2 separate regions of the Pan troglodytes genome follow, and region 2 is linked to region 1. The links are chromatin contacts, called in public HiChIP or PLAC-seq maps. All regions are on one chromosome and are shown on one strand. Each heading gives the region's core, a stretch centred on a gene start, on an enhancer-like site or on the middle of the called end of the contact. The rest is flanking DNA. Distances are from core to core; before and after follow the strand shown.

Region 1 (4,060 bases), core at 927-3,426:
TCATGGTCTCCTTGAAGATGCCTCACATCCCCGACAAGAGCTGTGGGTACTTGGTGTGGATGAGGTTGGTGGGGGCCCCAGCGACATCCAGAATCACGTTGAGGAGGCCGTCTTTGAAGTATAATATCCGCTTGGTGCACCACAGGTACTCTTCCTCTGTTTCGCCCTTCCAGGCGTACAACTGGAATGCCAGCCTTGGCAGTGGCAGCTGCCGCATGGTCCTGGGTGATGTTGCAGCTGGACCACTGCAGCTTGGCACCCAGGGTAATGAGGGTCTCAATGAGGATGGCCATCTCCATGGGTCCTATGGAGGCAACTGGTGATGCGCGTGCCCTTCAAGGGCTTGGAGGGTCGAGTACAGCTCCCACATGCACGTCAGGCCCGGCATCTGGTTCTCCACAATATCCAGGGCTTTGCGTCCCCAGAAGTCCAGGCCAATGTCAGTGACTTTGTAGGGCAGTTTGTCAGACATGCTGGTGGTGCTTGTGATAGACATGGCTGAAGGGGCCCAAGCCTCGATCTGGGGACAGGCACTGGGGGTATGGCACTGGGCAGGGGGTTCCCAGGTAGTTTATTCATTTTGTGGCTACTGCAAATGAGATTGCACAGAACACATGTTTAACTCAATTAGAAATGGTCTCCAGTAAATGTTTTTAAAAATCCTGAATTAATTTAAAGCCATTCAGTGGTAATAGTACCACCTAAAACATTAATTTTAAAAATTGAGACCTCTTTTCATATTGATTATGTATATATGATAGGGACCAAAATCGTTAGTGTTAAAATGTAAAATTTGCCCGGTTTGGAAATATGTTAAAATCATATATTAAAATCAAGGTATTTAAAAATATCTAGATGAGTGACATTTTCAAGTTTCACTTGGATGACTGATGATGTACATTACATTAGCATGTATTTTCTTCACCAAATCCTTTAGTCATGGCACATTTTTCTACTGCAGTACCCAAAGATATTGGAGTCTTAGCTTTAAAATTAGTCCGTCTTCTGATCCAGAGTTGCTAATATCAAATAGTTTGAACTGCAGTATATTACACTAACTTCTCTAGTAACCAGAACTACATTTTTTCCCACTCTTACTGTCCTTCAGTTTTAGAATTATCAACAAAGAAAAGAAAAATAACTATGAAAATATTAGTATGAGGATAAGGGAAAAATATGCAATAATAATGGTAGAGAACAAAAAGGCTTCTTTCTACCTTCAAATAGCAGTAGTGAGTCTAAAGAGGATCTTCTGGAGGTGGCTGTAAGGCAATCCATGAGCAATTATCACATAGACTGATAAATACCCAGTCATTATTTTTCTCCTCTGTCATCACAGGAATCTTTCTTTTCCTTTTTTTTTTTTTGGGGGGGGGGGGCTTAGATAGGGCACTTTTTCCCATCTCTTAATCACTTCCTCAACTCTCTCTCTTGCCCAGCAGAAAATTATGGGATAAGGAAGGGAGTGAGGAAACAACATGGCACTGTACAAATGTGACAAATTCATAAAAGAAACCAAGTGTTTTCTTTAGAAGAATGTTGTAGTATCCAGAGCAAGAAGTTGAAACCAATCTATGAATTGGGATATGAGGGTAAAAGACATCAATAACACACTTAGCACATATGAAGTACCTACAGGGGAAGAGCATTGCACTGGTATTGAGAAGGATGCAAGAGTATGTGAGGTCCTCAGAAAGCATTCACTAGACTCAGAATTTGGTGAGAAGGGCACTAAGAGAAGCAAGACCGAGCTTAGTCCCAGCTCCTGCACAGAGTTGTATAACCTAGGCCAAGTCTCTGAACCTCTGACCTGTTTCCTCCTCCATCTGTCCTAGTTGCTGTCCGGGCTATGAGGCTCCAGACGCTTTGGGAAAACTGTCAAGTGATAAAGCCTCATAAGAATGAAAGGCATTCTTAGTCTACTCTGCGTCTGCTGTGTGCTAGGGGCTGTGTGAGGGCACCGTGAAGGTTACAAACCTGAATCAAATTCAGAGCCTGCCTTTCGAGAGGGCAAATAATGTATCCAGGGGTTCTACCGCAAGGCGGAGAGATGGGTTAACATTCTGATCAGATTAAAAAGGCCTGCCCTCCTTCTCATATCCTGGGTGGAGAAGAGGAGTGGGCCTATCAGAGCCCTTCCCAGCAGCTCCTAACGGCCCAAGAACGGCGCTTCGTGGACAAGACCAGGAGGGCGCGACCCCCAGGCTGATCTCGAAGCGGCGCAAGCCCAGGCCCGTAGAGAGGGGCCCGTGGAGAGTGGAGCCCGTGGAGGGTGGTCGGGGGGAAGCTTATAAAGTCTTCAGTGTCAGACTGGAAGGAGTCGGGGGCCAAGAAAAGAGGCCAGCCAGTCTCCTGACATCCCCTCCACAGCCTGCAGGGGGCGGATACCCGGCCCTGGGCGAACAGCTCGCACTTCCTTTCAGCCCGCCGGCCAGGCCTACGGGCTCCACCGCAGCAGCTGCCGCGCCCTGCATTTCCAAGGCAACCGACGTCCTCCTCCCTACTCCCTCCCCACCCGCCCTAGTTTAGCCACGAACGGCGGGCCGAGCGCGCCATCTAGTGGCGACGCAGGGAAGGGTCCCGGCCGAGCGCCCGCGCCGCCGCCTTGGTAGCCGCGGTAGCGCTCTCCCGCCTTCCTCCGCGCGGGATTTTCGGCGTCCCTCAGCCAGCTGGTCTCAGACGCTCACGCGCTCGTTGGCTCCCTTTAGTCGCAAGCCTGGAAGTTGGTGACTGTAGACACAGGGCCCACGGGCTTTGTGCTGTGACCGTGAGCAGGTCATTTGGGTCTCAGAGTTTGTGTCTTCCGCTGTAAAATGAGACGCCTGGACTCGGTGGCGGTTTCCGCACAGTTCGGGGGACGGGGACGGGGCCCGGTTGTCTGGTGAGGCTTCTGCGCGCCTCTGCCCCGCGGCGCTCCTTCCACAATGGCGGCTTGTCTTCTTTCTACTTTTGTGCACTAATTCTTTGGTTTTAGCTCTTAATAAGAATGGCAGATCCCTGGACTAAATGCTTACAGGACAACTTCCTGCTGTATAAGTCCTTGATTCTGTTTTTCTTCTCGCTTTCCTTTTTTGTTCGTAAACCTAAAGAAAGGAATTTAAGTCCAGCATTTCCCACTCTTGGCTTTTTGCTGTTCTTTCCTCCGAGAGAGAAAAAGAAAATCCTACACGTACAGCCTTTAAAGTTCCTCTTTCCTCTCCTGCATTATTTCTCATTATCTGCCGCAAGATAATTTTCTTTTTTTGGTACTTTGACACTGGCTTTGAACGGACAACTTTCTTCTTTTTTTTTTTTTTTAATGAGTGGAAATATTCATTTTATTCAGCACTTAGAAATAACAGTTCTTGATAATATTATGATTTATAATTTATACATGGTGTATTTTAATGAACTGCAGGTGTTTAAGAAGTAAGTAATATAGCAGGGCGTGGTGGCTCACGCTTGTAATTACAAATCCCTCACGCCTACAATCCCTCACGCCTGTAATCTCAGCAGTTTGGGAGGCCGAGGTGGACAGATTGCTTGCGGTAAGGAGTTTGAGACCAGCGTAGCCAACATGGCAAAACCCCATCTCTACGAAAAATTAGCCAGGCATGGTGGTGAGTGCCTGTAGTCCCAGCTACTTCGGAGGTGGAGGCCGAAGAATTGCTTGAGCCTGGAAGGCTGAGATCTCAGTGAGCCGAGACTGCCACTGCACGGGTGACAGAGCGAGCCTCTGTCTCAAAGAAAGAATATGTACCTGGATATGTATTTTTATTTTTATTTTTATTTTTTACAGCTTAACGAGATTTTTTTATTTTCCTGACTTTTCGCTTTGGAGAATTAGTCAATAGTTTAGGTCTGTCTTGTTCGTTTACTAAGGGGTTTGAATTTGAGATGGGGCTGACGTCACTTTGGGGCCCTTTTCTTCTTCTTCTTTTTTTTTTTTAATTGATCATTCTTGGGTGTTTCTTGCAGAGGGGGATTTGGCAGGGTCATAGGACAATAGTGGAGGGAAGGTCAGCAGATAAACAAGTGAACAAAGGTCTCTGGTTTTCCTAGGCAGAGGACCCTGCGGCCT
Region 2 (4,060 bases), core at 1,162-3,661, 440 kb before region 1:
CAGGAGGCTGAGGCATGAGAATTGCTTGAACCTGGAGGCGGAGGTTGCGATGAGCGGAGATCACACCATTGCACTCCAGCCTGGCTGACAGAGTAAGATTCCGTCTCAAAAAAAAAAAAAAAAAAGTGAGTTGTGCAACTCACACACTGGCAGCTGAGGTAGAACATGCCATCTTGTTTCAGTCCTCGTAATATGAAAAAGTGTCCTTTTCACAGTCTCATCTATTTAAAGCATTTTTGTGATTTTTGTTGGTGACCGTGCTATTTAAAATGACCAAGTTCAAGTGCTGGCTAGTCTTCCTAAGTGCAAGAAGGCTATGACATGCCTTACAGAGAAAATATGTGTGTTAGGTAAGTTTTCCCTCTATAATATCCTATCTACTGATACAAATAAACTTAAGAAAAATATACTGCTATGTAATTTCAACTATCTATTAGTTATAAAGTAGTATCAACTGGCTGCCCTAAATTAAGTCTCAAGATACAAAGGCAGTGTTCCTAAAGTCAAATTCTGATTCCCTCTTCAGAAGTATTCTGACCCACTTTAAAATCCTCCAGCTTTAGTATAAAGAATAAAACAAAGGAAGAACACAAACCAAATGGCCTGTATTAGTATTAAATTCAATTTCACCAGTCTTTGGCATGCATATAACCTAAAAAGCATGGGAAATTATTATTTATGAGTCTTGAAATAACCACCAGGCAAAATAAATATTTCTTAAGTGTCAACTTTGTATAGGTACTGAACAGTCTGCAAATCTGTATCATCACACTCTAATTTTTGACATTAAGAAAAGGTGTATCACTTTAAGAAAAAAAATCTTAAGAAATAAAAACTGGGTTCATAAGTTTAGATAAGTGGATTTTTCTTATAACAGAGTCGTATAGTTAAGTTTTGAGATGCCACTAGGTCTATTTGTCCTTCACTTTGATGTGTCCTAATACTCCATAATTAAAGGACCAAGTATCCCCAATATATAGAGGCAGGTATTACCATAACTAAATTTCCTTCCAAATTAGTTGACAACGTGAGAGATACATGGATTCCAAATAGGCTTTTTATTCTTTAAGAAACACAGTTTTAATGTCATTCATTAATAACACTCACTCGTCTGAGTCACACAATCATTCCAGGTTTGTCCTTTTTCCCTATTAAGAGCAGGGCAAAATTATCTCACCAGGATTATGAATTACCACCATCACCACAGGGGTCTCCCAGTCATTCAAGAGACAAACTTTATGAGGCTAGTCATCACCAACTTATCTTTCTGGCTTCTTAGAACTGTATATGTACAGAATACAATACATTATCAAAACTTGATGGGAAAAAAAGACAATTCAGCAAAGGGACTGCAACATTTTAAAAAGCCAGGAGAAAAAAGAAGGAAAAATACTTCTAGGGGAAAGGAATCAGGCCTGAAAATTGATGTCTGTGTGGTTTCTAAGGAAACAAACAAGATTCACCTTCCAGATTATTCCTAAAGAATTCCAGGTGCTGTTCTCATTTACTCTAACAATTTGGCAAGGTAAGTTATCTATTTTGACCCATAAGGAAACACACTACTCGCATCCTTCTCTGGTTATCTCAGATACGGCTCACACGTTAAGTTTCAGCCAACTTCCAATTAAATTAAGCTTATTTTTACTCGGGTTCTTCCAAAGGGACCCAAAAGATATACATTCCCTGAGCACTTTAATCTTTGAAAAACAGTTTGCTATAGACCAAATTCAATCCCAAATTCACCTCTACCTCAAGTTAATAAAGAAGGTATTTATACTGGCGATTGAACTTAGTTCCGTAACTGCAAAATGTCAAAGATAAAGACCATCTCACGAGTTATGAGGATTAAGTTCAAAGTGCCAAATAAGCGCCACACATAAGGCTGAGTGACCAAAGGCGTGCATTGCACTTAGCCCAGTACTTGGTACAAAATGCACACTTAATAAATGCCAACTTATACTGTGACTACTATTCGAAAGAATCTGAATAGAGCTGGGCAAAGGAGAGCACCCAGCTTCCCACGCTCCATCCTCACATACCCACCCAAAATATAATAAGTGGGCTTCCCCGCATCCCTAGCGCCTGCGCACCCTCCCTGCCGTAGGGCTTCGCCCTCGGTATCCTGACCCCTTCCTGATATCACCCGGTCCCATTCTCACCAGCCTCCCCGCCACCAAGCAGCCAAACATGGCGACGGCAGCTCCGTTCAGCCGGCAGTGACCCGAAGCCGGCGACTAGGAGTCCTGGGGCTACTGCCCTAGTCGAGACTAAGAACCTTCCAGAATTTGCGGGAGGGTGTCTGCCCCTCCACTACATAGTGACTGGGCCAGCGGCAAGAATGCCTCTGCCCCCGCGAACTCTGACCTTCTCTTCCTAAGCAGCCCACCGCTCAGGCAACAAGTACTTCCGGGGCTTACACCCGGTTTTCCCCACTAAGGAAGAAAGGCGGGCCAGCGCCAGTACAAGACTACAAGTCCCAGAACAAGTCCCAGAGGGCACCGCGCCAGTTTCCGGGAAGGTAAGCCTGGAGGCTTTGCACACTGGGATCGGTAGTCCGGGTGTTTTATAGCCACAAAATCTGTGGATCCGTCATTTCCATCTACAATCCTGGGAAGAGATGCTTCTAACGTTTCTGTGACATCTGAGAGATTAACGGTGCACTTTTACAATAATCACGTCACTAGATCTTTACAAAAACCCTATGAGGTAAGTATTATAATCCAAATTTTATAGGAGTGATCAGCCTCAAATCTTTACACAGCAGTAAATGTTGGAGGCTGAATTCAAGTCCTAATCCAAATCCGGGTTTCTTTCTGCTACACCGTGTCTCAGAAGTATTAATCTTTAACCAATTGTTTTGTACTTGTCTACAATTTATAGTAGTTCTTTCCAGCTTCACTTAGTTCTCCCATTCATTTGCTGTACAATTGTGGACGAGTTGTAGATGTCTTTGTGCTTCAGTGCCCCTCCTTTGCAAAAGACAAATAATGAGCCTATTGCCTAGGGTTGCTGTGAGGACTAAATGAGCTAATATGTATAAAACACTTAGAACAGTGCTTGGCTGTGCTTAATTAGTGGGAGTTTTATTGTAAAAATGTCTATTTTTTTCTATGTGGATTTGCAGAAAAGTTTCATAGGAAATACAAAACAATAGCCAAAAAAAAAAAAAAAATACTGGCATTAAGTACCGATTGCCACCAATACTTATTCTCCCTTTCACAGCTCCAATTCCTTTTCTTCTTGTATAGGATAGTAAAGGGTCTCTGTCCAATTTGAAATATCTGAGCTTGGCCACCAGCCGTAAAGCAGGTCTGTCTTCCCAGTTCTCAGTTTACATATGGGGGATCAGTGTTTGGAACAGTCCTCTGGCCTCCACTGTGGATCCCTAAACTGATCACCTATCTTATCACCGATACTCCTTTGAGATAGCTGTGCCAAAGGTGAAGAGGTAGGAAAGGATCTACCAATGTTTCCAACTTACTATCTAAAAAGTCCTAGAACCTTCAGAATAAAAAGGCCATTCATATGAAGACCACTTCATAAATTAAGGCACCCACACTACCTGGGTTCAGAGCCCATCTCTGCCATTTATTAGTTACATAATCTCAGGCAAGTTAACCTAACACTCCCATACCTCCTTTTCCCCATCTTTAAAATGAAGTAATAGTAGTATCTACCTCATAAAGTTGTTTTGAGGGTTCTTACATGTAAAGTACTCAATAGTGGCCAGAATGTAGCTTACTCAATAAATGTTAATATTTAGCATTATTGCCCGTCCTAACTAATTTTCCATGTCTTCTTCATACCCACCTTGTGCACTAGCCATACTTTTGAATTCTCTGAGCAACTCCTACTTTTAAATTTGTATGTGCTTATGCAACTTGTTTTATCTCCCTGTAATATTCACTTGGTTATTTCTTACACATCCTCTCACTTTTCTTCACTAATCTTTCTATGACCCACCTGATAGTCATTTCTTCTCCTACCCAGCAATCTTATATGTAATGGATTGAGAACTAGCTAGCTTAGAATTTTTTTTATAAATTACAGATGATGTTTA

Evidence for each region. HiChIP or PLAC-seq counts read pairs in DNA pulled down with a chosen protein or histone mark.
Region 2: an H3K4me3 HiChIP or PLAC-seq map of stem cell-derived excitatory neurons shows a contact between it and region 1, with 6 times the contacts expected there. The contact joins the promoter of HIKESHI here to the promoter of CCDC83 in region 1. A contact is called at or near these places in 1 of 7 Hi-C or Micro-C datasets (stem cell-derived neural progenitor cells) and 1 of 1 datasets of contacts at active chromatin or transcription factors (stem cell-derived excitatory neurons).

The regions. Positions count from the first base shown.
Region 1 is chr9:87,870,353-87,874,412 of NHGRI_mPanTro3-v2.0_pri, reverse strand. It overlaps CCDC83 (coiled-coil domain containing 83), which reads right to left and starts at 2,176. Exons shown (of 12, transcript NM_001279934.1): 1 at 1,978-2,176. It overlaps SYTL2 (synaptotagmin like 2), which reads left to right and starts at 2,686. Exons shown (of 20, transcript XM_063783356.1): 1 at 2,686-2,881. It also overlaps the pseudogene LOC104001282.
Region 2 is chr9:88,312,109-88,316,168 of NHGRI_mPanTro3-v2.0_pri, reverse strand. HIKESHI (heat shock protein nuclear import factor hikeshi) reads right to left here and starts at 2,411. Exons shown (of 5, transcript NM_001242569.1): 1 at 2,160-2,411. The coding sequence starts at 2,189.